Linked DNA regions of Sus scrofa: region 2 is linked to region 1. The links are chromatin contacts, called in public promoter capture Hi-C maps. All regions are on one chromosome and are shown on one strand. The core of a region is the stretch at or near the end of the contact, and the rest is flanking DNA. Distances in the headings are between cores, read along the strand shown.

Region 1 (6,698 bases), core at 2,425-4,924:
GCTGTTTAGAACCACAGGGATTGTTTAAAGTAACATCAGTAACTCAGCTGGGCTCTGCCAGGGTTTGCGGGGCGCTTTGGGGTGACCGAGCAGAAGGGAGATGTCTCAGCCTGGAGCACGCTCACAGGCCACCAGCGGCTGCACAGCAGGGACCCTGAGCCTCATCGGGTAAACCTGTCTCTGGTGTCCACACCCTCCCAAAGGAAGCAAAGCCTGAACTGCGCTCCTGAGCGGGGACAGAGGCTGCAGCCAGCTCAGGACTAGGGTGAGCTGACAGTGACAGCGAGGCGACCCCCCAACACTGCCTCCTCTAGCCACAGTCACCGGCTTCGGGAACTCTGATTCGATACCTCTGGTTTGGTGTGGAGTTCTCCCCTGCTGTCCCCTGCAAGGGCGATCAGAAGCCAGAAGCCACAGGAGAACTCCCAACAGACAGGAGTTTGTGACAGGCTGAGATTGGGGGCGGGGGGCAGGCCAGGGTTGACCCCAGGGCTCTGGGACCCATCTGCTGGAACTGCTCTGGTCCAGGGCACCAAACTTCACCTACCACCCGGCCCCAAGACATGGTCCACGAGGGAACGGAAGCAGGAACCAGACACTGAGATCAGAGGGGAGGGGAGAAACGATTCAGGGACAGCTGAGGGTGACGCGAATCAAGAGGCTGCTGAAGGGGAAGAGTGACTCCACCACTGCGGGCGAGGGGTGGAGGGAGGCTGCGGGAAGGGGGAGAGGGCAGGCCCGCTGAGGCAGAAGGGTCCTGTGTCCAGCAGTCACACTGGTGTTTCAGGCCCACTCAGGGAAGACCCACCCATGGGCCACCTTCAGCTTGTCAGCCCAAGTCCCTGAAAGAACCAGCCTCGTCTCTGTGGTGTGACCCACAGAAAACATACCCCGAAAGGTGGATGAGAGAGTAATTTTAAAAAGTTGATGTGACTTACTTTAATCTGAGGGTCTCAGGAGTATAAAGGAATAAAGTTCACTCCCATTTACACGTAAAACAGCACTGTACTCACAGAATGTCATGTTACATATTTCAGGGGCGGGGAAAAAAACAGAACTAGATACGCATTTAGAAGCAATGCAGAATTCGAGAGACTGTAATGCTCACAATTTCAGGGGAATTTAGTTAAATTTTACACATTTAACTCTCACCTCTTCTTGGCTGTATAAGGAGCTGTACGAAAGCTTACCTCTCTTTACGCCGTTCACCTACCTCCTTCTGACGATCTGAAAACCGAACTCGTCTGTAGTCTCCATCGTCATAGGCCTGGAAAGAAAAAGACCAGGTGTGTGAGCTGTACGTCCGATTCCGTGTCATGAACATAACCAGAAAAGTGTTTTCCTAACGTCTAGGCCGTTCACCAGCACACCCGTCACTTCGGTTCCTAAGAGGACAGCAAGCAGCCCCCGGAACCGGACCTGGCCAGGTGGGGTGGAAGCAAGAGAGGGCGGCCAGGTGAGGGTCACGGGACCCTCTACCTCAGAAGGGGCCCAGAGCTTCCTTCCCCTCTGCACCTGCTCGGGGATGTTTAACAACGAAGGTAACTACTCTCTCCTCCTTCGGCTTAGGATTACAGTCTCACGCCGTTTCTGTTTTGCAGACAAGAGACAGACTACAGCAGCCCCTCCTGGTGCTTCATCTGGCACAAACATTAGAAGTTGGTAGTTTCTGACCGCAACAGAGGCCTCCCCACTGTAACCCCCGAGCTGCCCGAGACCGCTGAGGCTGGGGCCCGTGGGGTCTGGATCGTAGGACTCGGGTGCCGGCCCGTGGAACAAGGGGAGCGGGGTCTGGGAGAGCAGACCGCGAGCACTGGACTAGGGGGACCTAGAGGCCCGGCCGGGGGAACAGGGGGTGCGGGACGCTGGGCACTGGACCTGGGGCACGGAGGCGCCAGGCCAAGGAAACCAGGGGCCTTGGGTTTCTGGACTGCGGGACCTGGGGTCTGGGAGGGGCCCCGCCCACCGAGGCGCCCCGAAATGGGCGCTCTCCGCGCTACCGCGGTTACCTGGCCGGTGTGCGTAACCTTCTCCCCGGTCGGCGAGGTCCGCACCCCGAAGCACCTGGAGCCTCCGAGCAGGTTCCGCGCCCCCGCGCCGCTCCGACCCAGCAGCCGGAGGAAGGTCACCGCCGCCATCTTTGCGGGGCTGACCTTCGACCCCGCGCGCCTTCACGCCGAACGCCGACGCACGCGCACGGCTTCCGCTGGGCGGGTTCGGCCGCGCTTTAGTGCGCCCTGGGAGGCGCGCATGCGCGGTGCGGTCGGGCCGATGCGGCCGGCAGGTGTAGGGCGTGGCTGGGGCCCGGCCGGGATAAGGCGGGAAACTAGGCAAGCTTAACACTTAAGGGCTGCTCCACTTACCAGGGGCAGGGGAGGAGGGAAACGGAAGATGCAGTGCGGACTTGCGATGGTAATGGATAATCATGAGGGTTACGGATCGAGTTTTGGTGAATGTTGGAGAAGGGTCTCTGCTTAGGGAGGATCCTGGAACTGCATCATGTTGCCCATGCGCAGTTCTGTGCGGCCGCCGGAATAGGATGTTTTCGGGTTCCTGCATCAAAGCCCAATAGAAGTACCAGTAAAACGCTTTCGATGGCACTCCCCCATACAAGTAAACCCGGAAAGGCCCGCTGTGCGGGACCTCGGCCTGCATCCCGGCCCTGCTTCTCTCCCGGCTCCTCATGGCTTCCTCCAAACCGCCCGTACATAAGACCTGTCCAAAGGGTCAGCTCACACGGCCAGCCAGTGGACGCAGGGGCAATCCCAGAGCTGGGGCGCAGTCTCACCCACAACCTGGACTCCAGGGAGGTGAAGAAGCTAAGGAGGGGATGAGAGGCAACAGTGCCCAGAAAACCTCCTGGAACGGAGGGGTGTCCACAGATGGTGCTCAGAGGCAAGCCCAAGCTCTCCCGGCCAGAGGCCAAAGCGTGCTGCGGTGCCGGTGTGGCACACAGATGAACCCCCGTCTGCAGCTCCCGTTCCTGTGCATGGAAAGTAGATGTGTCCACACGTACACGTTCCAGAAAGGCAGGCGTAGCAAGTGCACTTGTGGAATCCTCGCAGTGGGTATGTGGGTGTTCGCTATAAATGTCTTTCAACTTTACTGTTTGAGTTTTCATAATGCTGCAGAAAAAAAGTTAAGTCAGGACCAGGGCCTGTCTCCACGTGTTTCCCTGAGTCTCTCTACATTTCTCCCAGGAAGTCCACCTAATACAAGCTGGGGTTTTTCTAGATTTTGTTTTGAAGTTGGTATTTATCAGTTTGGGGGGTATTTTAAAGTCTGTTTTTTTTAAGTCATTGCTTGTGACTTCTTTTTCATTACAGATACCTTTCATTCCCATTTTTGCATCCCTTCACGAGTACACCCCCTCCCTCGAAGGAAGCGCCCCTGTAATCTCAGACACCCAGTGGCCTACAGGGTCGGGAGCTATCTGGGCGGAGAGCCCAGAGGAGGTTAAGACTGGTCCGAGAAGTAGAGGGCCAAGAACGGGTAAAGCAGCCTTCTGGGGCGGAACCTGATGCCCTTCGCCCCCGCACTCGCGTGGCTCCGCCTCTAAGCCCGGCTCCGCCTCTAAGCCCGGCTCCGCCTCTAAGCCCGGCTCCGCCTCTAAGCCCGGCCCCCGCACGGGCAGCCGCCTGACTGCCGCCATCTTCCTTCCTGGCGGACACCGGATGGCGGCGTCTCCGTTCCTACTGCGCAAGCGCGGCCTAGAGCGCAGGCGCAGAGGCTGGCAAGGCGCGCAGCCGCGGGCCCCCGCACCCAATTTCCAGGTGGGAAATACAGGGATCCCCAGGGCCTGGGGGCAGGGCACACGGAAGGGCTCGGGACCCCCCGAAGGAGACGTCCCGGGGATCCCTGGCCTCAGTTTCCGGGGGCGGAGGTCACCGCGGTGAGAAGGGGCCGCACCGGGGCTGATCCCTGCGGGCCGGGTACTGTCTTCGACCTCGTGCCCTCTGCCCCCAACCCCTTGGCCCGGCCGCTCCAGGGTCTCGTCGACGCGGGACTCCTACAGGCCGGGCAGCCGGGCGGGGGTCTCAGCATCGGGCAGGGGCCCGGTGCCGCTCGCCGCACTCATGCTCTCCCGGCGGAGCACTTTGGTTACCAAGCCCCGAGCCGCGCGGCCTGTGTCCGGAGCGCAGGGACGCGGGGAAGGAAGTTTCAGTGGCGGGGACAGAAACCACTAGCAGCTCTAAGTTTTCTTCTTTCACCCGTAGATCCAGCCACGACATGGCCACCGCCTTCCTAAGGACAGTGCTTTCTGCCGTAGGGCCCCTGTTGCACCTGGGCGGTCGCCCGCTCTCCACGTTCGCAGCCGGACCCCCGCGCGCCGCCCTTGCAGTCGGTGCGCAGCCCAGCCCCGCGGCCGCCCTCCTCTCTGCGCGCCCGCTGCTGGGCCCGCAGCCGGCCCTGGGCTTCAAGACCAAGGGCGTCCTCAAGAAGCGCTGCAGGGACTGCTACCTCGTGAAGAGACGCGGACGGTGGTTTATCTACTGCAAGACCAACCCGAAGCACAAGCAGAGACAGATGTAGCCGAGGCCTGGGAAACACGTGCACGTGGGAGATGGTGTTGCCGCATCGAAAGGAAAGTCAAAGGGAAACACGTCTCGGAACCGCTGGCCTTTGGGTTTCGGACTCTGGCTGGTGTCTCATCGCCTTGTAGCTCCAGATCCAGCCGACCTAGAGCCCCACCTGGGAACGGCTCCTTCTCACCTCCTTGCAATTTCGTTTGCGCCTGAGCAGACGGGGACAGAACACGGGTGAAGGGGAAGCTGGCTTTATGCCACCACAGAACGGTGCGGATAGCTCCCTGTCCCTGTGCTCAGCCCACCTAAGGTGCCCATCTGGGTTCAGACTCGGGTTCTCAACATTCCCGAGGGGATGAGCAGGGAAGGCCTACATAGCAATCTTTAAGTCCAGGGAAATTTAACTTGTTTATACATATATAAAGGTGTCTTGGATATCGATTGTTTGTCATCCTGAGTCTGAGACTTGAAAAGTATGCGTGCACACATGTGACCATGCATGCACGGGTGTGGTTGGTGCATATGCTTGCTTGTGTGTACTGCTGTATGCAGGGTGTGTGTGTGTGTGCACACGGGTGCATGGCAGTGGTTGTGAACTAAATCAGTGAAACTGCTGTCCTGAACTCTGCAGACCAGGAGCTGGAGCCACTGGCATGCAGTGTTCTGGGGTCACCTATCCCAGGGTTCCTGCCTAATGAATTTTTTTTTTTTTTTTTTTTTAATCTTTCCTAGGGCCACACTCGCAGCATATGGAGGTTCCCAGGCTAGGGGTCTAATCTGAGCTGTTGCTGCCAGCTGACACCACAGCAACAGCAGATCTGAGCCGTATCTTTGACCTACACCACAGCTCACAGCAATGAGGGATCCTCAAGCCACTGATCGAGGCCAGGGACCGAACCTGCAACCTCATGGTTTCCACTGCGCCACGACGGGAACTCCATCGTGATGAATTTTTGAACCGTTCTTTTCTCCTGATCTAAGGTCAGACCGTGCGCCAACTAAATCTTATACTCACCAACTTCCTGATACCCAGGTGGACAGGCACTTACAGCCCCAAGAGTGCATGCAGCACCACAGAAAAATTAGTTTTGGTCAGGAGCCACATGCAGCCTGCCACACATTTTTGAAAAAGGAGTTTTACTGGAAAGCAGCCAAGCCTCTTATGTATTGTTACACCTGCTACAGCAGCCAGAGTAATGGCTGAGGGGCTGCATCAAAGACGGTGTGGCTTGAAAAACTTGAAATACTTCTTGTTTTGGCCATATTTGCAGAAAGAGTGTGCAAACCCCTTGCTCAGGTCATTAAATAAGCTTCTTAAACTGGGCTTTGACTTCACAATGGCCACAACCTACTAGAAACATTCCATATTTTCTCAATTATCCATTGAGTGAGAGGTTTGTATCCCTGTATACGAGCCATGAACAAATAGAAACTGAGACTTAAGTGCTATTTATAATAGCACCGAAAGTATGATGCTGTTCAAATAGCAGTCTAACAAAATGAGACACATTCTGTGTACTTAAAGCTAAGGCACTGTTGGGGAGTAACCTCTAATAAAATACTGAGACGAGAAGACCCCGTGTTGTCACTTCCATCCAGTTGGTTTGCAGCCTCAGCGCAGTGCCAGTGAAAACCCCAGCAGGAATTTTGGTACAAGGTGCCATGGTTATTCAAAATGTAGGGGCATGGTCAGCGACATGAAAGAATGTTTGGGGTGATGGGATTATTCTATAGTTTGATTACAGTGATGATTTCATGACTATCTGCTTATAAAACTCAGAAGGAGTGCCCTTGTGGCACAGCGACTTAAGGATCTGGCAGCATGGGTTTGATCCCTGGCCCAGGAGCTTCCAAATGCCACGTGTGTAGCAAAAATAAAATAAATAAATAAAATCCTACACTAAAAGTGAGAGTCTTACTCTAGGCAAATTGCACCTCATTAAACCTTGTGAAAAACCCAAAGGAATGTCTAGGGCAAATGGAGCTCAAATAAAGATAAAAAGATCAAAAAACGAAAGCAAACAATGGAACTCAGTGAGCTGTGGGACAATAGCCAGCATTGCAGCATGAGTGGCACTGCAGTCCCGGGAAGAGCGGGGAAGAAAATGATAGCTGACAAGTAATGACCTGGATGTTTCCGAGTTTGATGAAACCAATAAGCCCACAAATCCA
Region 2 (7,214 bases), core at 555-3,054, 860 kb after region 1:
AGGAAAGGAGAGGTTTACACTCTAACCTGTTGCTCCTAGAACTTTACTCCCTCATAAACTGACAAAGGGCAGGTGGTGGGTAAAGGGCGCCTGCAGGCTGGAACAAGGACATCAGGCTCAGTCTGGGTTGGCAGATTTGTCAGCTCTTCTCCAATCACCACCAGTTACCAATCTGTCATCTCACCTGACAAGAAGGACCCACTTAGAAGTTTGTTCATGCTTGGCTGACTAAAACCAACCCACTAACCACCGGCTTCATTTCCTGCTTGTGGACCCCCTGCTTCCACTGTGCCTTAGAGCCAAGGCTTGGGGACTGGTGAAACATCTGCTCAGAAAGCACCAGCACCTGAAACACGTGAAAGCCTTTAAACTCTTTCTGGTGTGGCAGAATGTCTAACTAAACCTCCTCATATTCAACACAATGTTTAATTCATATATACATATATATATTTGCCTTTTTAGGAACGCACCCCTGGCATGTAGAGGTTCCCAGGCTAGGGTCCATTCGTAGCTGTAGCTGCAGGCCTACAACACAGCCATAGATAGCAAGGTAGGATCCGAGCCAAATCTGCGACCTACACCTCAGCACACATCAATGCTGGATCCTTAATCCACTGAGTGAGGCCAGGGATCAAACCAGGATCCTCATGGATGCTAGTCAGGGTCGTTAACCACTGAGCCAGACAAGAACTCCTAATTCTGGTCCTTTATATCTATTTTTTTTTTTTTTTTTTTTTCGTTTCATGGCCGCACCTGCAACATATTGAAGTTCCCGGGCTAGGGGTCGTATCCGAGCTGCAGCTGAGGCCTACTCCACAGGCACAGCGACACAAGATCCGAGCGATATCTGTACCTCACGGCAATGCCGGATCCTTAAACCACTGAGCGAGGCCAGGAATCCAACCCGCATCCCTATGGATACTAGCCGGGTTCTTAACCCACTGAGCCCCAAAGAGAACTCCTCAATTCCTGTAGTTTAAAGAGGAGAGAGTTGTGGGTATAACTACAGACATATGTCAACAGTATAACGCTGGTGAAAGCCCTGATTCCGTTGGGACCTTTGACATTCAATTACTAACTAGGTGGCCAGGCGAGTTCACGTTATAAAACCAAATATCTAAACCCCCTAAATTCAGTGCTTCAGTAAAACCCTAAAGGGTCGACTCTGACGATCTGTCCGGAGAGGAGACAGGAACCAGCAGCCAGGCCTCGGAATGCACAACTCGACCGACTCGAGTAGGGCCTGCGGGGCCCTGCAGGAAACGCCCAGGACACTGTCCCGCGTCCGCCGTGGTAATTTTGCAGTAAATGCGCAGAGGCCACCGCACAGCCCTCAGGAGGCCCAACCTAGTGCCGGGGATCAGCTCAGACCCCACCCACCCGCAGGCCGCCCTCCGGCCGCACGACCTTGGACAGCCCCCTCCGCGCAGCGGAGCGGGCGACCTTGGCCGAGGCCCCGAGCTCCAGGCAGGGCCCCGGGCGGAAAGGGGTCCCGGGCGGCTACAGGGTCGTGACCTTCACCCAGCCAGCGCGGACAGAACCCGGCGGGCCCTCCCCAGCCCGTCCCATCGCGGGGCTGGGGGTGCGGGACCCGGCGTTCGCCCCTTCCGGCCCCTCCCAGCCCGCGGCGCCGACTCACCGCCCAGGTCAGCGCCAGGCGCCGGGCGCGCAGCAGCCGTGACACAGCCCGGACCCCCGACATGTCTGCCGTCCGCAGCGTCCCGCTAGTCCCCGCGCTGATCGCGCCTGCGCACGTCGCCGCGACCCGGGGACGACGGGGGGTGGCGGGGCGCCGCGCCTGCGCACGTCGCAGCGCCGGGGTCTTACGTCGCCGCGCCCGGGGTTGAAGGGGCAACGCCGCGCCTGCGCAGAGAGGACTGGCAGACGGAGGAGTTCAGGGACCTGGGGCCCAAGGTCCCGGCAGGGGTAGGTTGCAGTCGGGGGTCGGGTCGTGTCCGAGACCAGGCGTCTTCACAGGCTCGCCTGATTTCTGCTCTGGTCCCGACGGTGTTCGATTTTTCTCCAATTTACGGGAGTTTTGCGGAATGAACCAGTGCTCGCAGGTACCCCACTTTTCTTTATGGGACGGAGCCGGAGTTCCTGTATCGAGCAGTTCGACGACCGGCGGCCCTGTTGGAGCGAAGTTAGGCCCAGTCCGGGCCGGGTACCGCTGCTTTATTAGATTGCACGCCTCTTAAATTGTACGCCCCGGGAGGCGGACCCTGTGGTTTATGGGAAAGGTGGGCGGCGCGGACCCTGCAGCTTATGGGGTGAAGGGGCTCTGAGCGTTTTGGCTTCAGCGCTTTCAATCTCTGACTTTTTGTTTTGTTTGTTTTTTGGTTTTTAGGGCCGCGCCCGCGGCATACGGAGGTTCCCAGGCTAGGCTTTGAACTGGAGCTGCAGCTGCCGGCCTATGCCACAGGCGCAGGAACATCAGATCTGAGCCGAGTTTGTGACCCACACCACAGCTCAGAGCACCGCGGGAGCCTTAACCCACTCAGCAAGGCCAGGGATCAAACCCGCAACCTCGTGGTTCCTAGTCGGATTCATTTCCGCTGCACCACGCAGGGAACTCCGGTCTGATTTTTTTATTCTGTGTTCACCGCAAGCTCTTTGACATTAGGTACTGGAGCCTTGGTGTGTGCGTAATTTTTTCATTGCCAATTAGAATTTTATATCTTTAGTTGTTAAATAAGTATTTATCGCAAAGCCCGTTAAGAGTTTTTAAAGTTTGATTTGAGTTCCTTTTGATTATATATCTCATTCTATCTGTGTTTCAGTCATTTGAGACACTTCTCTCTACCATGACTTGTGAGTTACTTTTGTCTGAGGTCTTGGTTTTCTCTTTTAATCCCATAAGGCTCAGTGCTGTGCAGCAGCACATAACTGGATCTAAACCAAAATTGTGTTTGTTTTTTGGCCGTGCCCACACCATGCAGAAGTTCCTGGGCCAGGGATCAAACTTGAGCTACAGCAGTGAAAGCAGCAGAGCCTTAACCCATGAGCCATCAGGGAACTCCTGAGCAGAATTTTTTGAAAGAAAACAAGACTCACATGAGCCAAGTAGACGATAAAATTAACAATGTATTGTGTTCCTTTTGTGTATTAATGGTGTTATCTTTTATTTCAAGGTGTATCTCCATGAATAACTTAAATGACCCCCCAAATTGGAATATCCGGCCTAATTCCAGGGCTGATGGGGGTGATGGAAGCAGATGGAATTATGCCCTGTTGGTTCCAATGCTGGGATTGGCTGCTTTTCGTAAGTCATGGTTTTCCTAACACATTTGCTGGGCTGAGAGTGTGGGGCTTAGGAACCTGAGAGTTGTTGGCTGGAAAAAAAAAAACGTGCATGAGACCCGTGCCTTGGGTTTTATTCAGTGTCTTACTGAAGACCATGGCCCAGGGTATGGCTTCTCAGATAGCTGTTAGGAACTGCTCCAAAGAGGTAGGGGGAAGCCAGGATATATGTGAATTTTTTGGCTGGGAAATACATACGGTCAAGCATACGTCTTGGTAAAAGATTACTGCTTGTCACACCAAAAATCCAACAACAACCAGGTATCTCAAGTTAATGATTTTAGTGCTTACCACCCTATGGGAACACGTAAGTATTTGAGGTCATTGGAATTCTTCCTTAACTTGGTTTTCTTAACTATGTAGGGTCATATGCATCCAGACGAGAGAGTGCATTCACTCTGAGTGCCTTTCAGGGTGAACTTGCAGGTCAGCAGGGGCAGTGATGGCCTGATGGTAAATTTCAGAAAAAGGTCTTTGTTTTTATAAATGCAGCACGTGTATACCCTAGTTTTATCGCATAAGGTACATTTTGGGCAAATTACTTAATCCTCCGAGCCTTAGTTTCTCTGACCATCGTAATTACCTCAATGCAGTGTGAGGGTTAAATAAGACAAGATATTTAGAGGTGTTTGTGTGGAGTGAGTTCTGTAACTGTGAGCTCCCTTCAAGGCTTTGTTGCTCTGCAGGAGGCTCCCTTGCTTCAGTGGCCTTGTAAGGACTGATGAGGAATAAAACAGACATAAAGGAAAACTGGTTTGGGGCTCTGTGTAATATTGAGGAGGTCAGTCTTTGGGAGATTTCATCCATGAAACCTCTGCCTAGCAGGCCAGCAAATCTCTCTTCTTTAGGTCAGCTTTGTACCACTTTGGGGAAATTACTAGTCACTGGTCAGTTGTAATCATTCTTGCTTTTAGTTAATATCCCTAGTACATGATAAATTTCCTGAAGTGGAGGAGTTAGTTTTATGTTTTGTCATTGTTGGGGAGGAAGAAATTTTCCTCTATCCTTCTAAGTTTTTCTGGCTGGTCTCAGAATTAAATTGATGTGAGCCGGAGTAGCAGGAGAAAATCAAACAAAAGTTGTTACCATGTATACATAGGAGAGACCCAGGAACACTGAGTAAGTGACTGAAATGGCATAAGCCCACACCTCAGGTACCATCCTCAGCTCAAGACAAAGGAGGGTGGTGGGGCTGGGGAGAGTCGATTATCAAAGCTGACAAGGAAAAGTGCAAGGGTCAAGGGTAAGGTTGTTACTTAGATTGAGGTCGTAGCCTTCTCCTTTGGTAAGAATTTCCAAAGATTTGGTCAGCCTCTTTCTGGTACACCAGGGAGACACCCTTACAAATGGAGGCTTTCTTTATCAATGAAAGTGTATCTTACAAAAGGGTATCTGCTGGAGTTCCCATCATGGCTCCGCAGAAACGAATCTGACCAGGATCCATGAGGACTCAGGTTCAATCCCCGGCCTCAAGCAGTGGGTTAAGGATCCAGCATTGCTGTGAGCTGTGTTGTGGGTCGAAGGTGTGGCTCAGATCTGGCATTGCTGTGGCTGTGGCTTAAGCCAGTGGCAACAGCTCCACTTTGACCCCTAGCCTGGGAACCTCTATATGCTGTGGGTGTGGCCCAAAAGACTCCCCCCAAAAAAGGGTAACTCTTGCTTTGTTTTCAGAGTTTCTCCCACATCTACTGTACCTTAGAAAGTAACCAGTTTAAAAGAATCCTATGCCAAAGAGACATACTTAGGGTGGCGTGTTCTGCTCCCCTGTGTTGTAGCCCATGGTTCTGGGGTAGCGCTTGAGAATAAGAGAAACTGAAAAAGTGGACGGAAGAACAACAAAAGCTGCCCTCTATTGCAGTGATTTTTCTTTTTTTTTTTTTTTTCTTTTTCCAGTTGTATGGAATACTTCAGTTATTTCTGTCTTCCCTGTGCAGGGCTGTGCTAATCTCTGTATCATTCCAGTTTGTTAGCGTATGTGTTGCTGAATCAAGGATGCAGTGATACTTTTCATGGATTGGCTTTGTGTGCCTGGATTTCTCAGGTCAGCAGGTTTGAGTAGAGAAAGAGGAGGCTGACAAGAGTAACGTTTATCAGCCTCCTTTGTCTGCCTTTGCTTTTAGACTATGCTAGGGGCTGCTTAACACCTGTGTGTTCAATATAATTTCTAAACCTTGTAATAACACATTTTTGGAGAGTCCTTACAAGATTGCCAAGTTAAAGGTTTTCTCTCTGATCGCATTACCTAAGCAAGAGAACCAAGAAGAAAGACCACAGTATTCCTGAGGCTTCCTGGGGACAGGGCATCATTTCAAAAGTACAAGAAAGCAGGACCTTCAGAAGTAAAGATTACTATGAAAGGCTGTAAAAGCTAGGGATGAGTCTGGAAAAAATGGAAAATGAAAGTCACCTCAGGGCCTCTCCCAGCCTCAAAACTAATTAATTACCACATTAATAAGAGTAATTTTAAGCCTTCCACTCACTCACCAAGCTCATCACCCTTGCCACAGGCAGTACGCAGCCTTTCCAAGTGTTAAATAGGGGTTTGCAAGGTGGCAGGCTTGTGAGTTTCTAAATAGCAACGCCCTGAGGGCTGGAATTGAGTCTTTCTGCACGATGTAGACCTGCAGATCATTGAATCATAAAACCCGCCTACTCTTGTCCGCCTCCCTGGAGGTGACGCTCAGGTTTCCAGGAAAGTATCCAGCGCTTTGCGGAACGCCTGCACCGCTCGCTGTCTCACCAGCGGGGTGGGAAGGATCCATTTTCCTGGCGTCCTTGCCAGCATTTGGTGTGCTTACTGTGGTTCTTATTTTGCCTGTTCTTACAGGTGTGTCGTGATAGCGCCCTGGGGTCTTCACTTGCTCTTCCCCAATACCTAACGACAACGGGCGTCTTTTCACAGACGTATTTGTCCATCGTATTTGTCCAGGAATCCTGTTTTGGCCATTGGGTGTGTGTGTGTGTGTGTGTGTCAGCCAAAGACGTATTTGCCATCGATTTATCTGTGTCCAGGAATCCTGTCTTTTGGCCATTTTCTCTGTGTGTGTGGGTGTGTGTGTGTGTTTGGCCATTTTGTGTGTTTGTGTGTGTGTGTGTGTGTGTGTGTGTGTGTGTGTCAGTCAGCCACAGATGTATTTGCCATCGATTTATCTGTGTCCAGGAATCCTGTCTTTTGGCCATTTTCTCTGTGTGTGTGTGTTTGGCCATTTTCTGTGTGTGTGTGTGTGTCAGCCACAGACATATTTGCCATCGATTTATCTGTGTCCAGGAATCCTGTCTTTTGGCCATTTTCTCTGTGTGTGTGGGTGTGTGTGTGTGTTTGGCCATTTTCTGTGTGTGTGTGTGTGTGTGTGTGTGTGTGTGTGTGTGTGTGTGTACGGCCGCATTCGCGGCCCATGGAAATTCCCAGACTAGGGGTTGAATTGGAGCTGCCAGCCTACACCACAGCCACAGCAGTGTTCTGGCCATTTTCTAGTGTTGAGTTTTGAGGGTTTTTCCTGTGTTCTGGATTCTAGTACCTTGTTGGCTGTCTGGCTTGCAAGTGTGTTCTTCCAGCTTATAGACTCCTAATGGACTCGTTCATGGAGCAGATTTTTTAATTTTGATGAAGTCCAGCTTGGCAGTTTTTCCTTTTATACGTCATGCCTTCATGTGAGGTCTGAGAATTCTGTGCCTGGCCCTCAATCCTGAAGACTCAATCTTGGGTTTTCCGGCGTTTTAGTTCTGCGTTTTACACAGCAGTCCTTGATCCGAGTTCAGTTTTCCATTTAGTAGGAGACCGGCCTTGTGTCTTCCCTTCCAGTCTCCTGGCCTGTTTCCTTTTCTTGCTTCCTTGCGCCAGCTGTGTCAGGTGGCTCCTGATCGTGGAGCAAAGCCTTTGGTCTCCTCACCATTAAGTAAAGTGTGGCCGAGGA

Evidence for each region. Promoter capture Hi-C pulls out the DNA fragments that hold promoters and counts their contacts.
Region 2: a promoter capture Hi-C map of liver shows a contact between it and region 1, with 7 times the contacts expected there. The contact joins the promoter of CCDC127 here to the promoter of MRPL36 in region 1. A contact is called at or near these places in 1 of 5 promoter capture datasets (liver) and 1 of 47 Hi-C or Micro-C datasets (liver).

Annotation. Positions count from the first base shown.
Region 1 is chr16:78,997,814-79,004,511 of Sscrofa11.1, forward strand. MRPL36 (39S ribosomal protein L36, mitochondrial) reads left to right here and starts at 3,675. Exons shown (of 2, transcript XM_005672623.2): 1 at 3,675-3,892; 2 at 4,218-4,968. The coding sequence starts at 3,675. The coding sequence ends at 4,533. NDUFS6 (NADH dehydrogenase [ubiquinone] iron-sulfur protein 6, mitochondrial) reads right to left here and starts at 2,188. Exons shown (of 4, transcript XM_003134167.4): 1 at 2,010-2,188; 2 at 1,214-1,267. The coding sequence starts at 2,138.
Region 2 is chr16:79,860,790-79,868,003 of Sscrofa11.1, forward strand. It overlaps CCDC127 (coiled-coil domain-containing protein 127), which reads left to right and starts at 1,805. Exons shown (of 3, transcript XM_021076939.1): 1 at 1,805-1,926; 2 at 3,132-3,262. The coding sequence starts at 3,142. It overlaps SDHA (succinate dehydrogenase [ubiquinone] flavoprotein subunit, mitochondrial), which reads right to left and starts at 2,167. Exons shown (of 15, transcript XM_021076931.1): 1 at 1,640-2,167. The coding sequence starts at 1,702.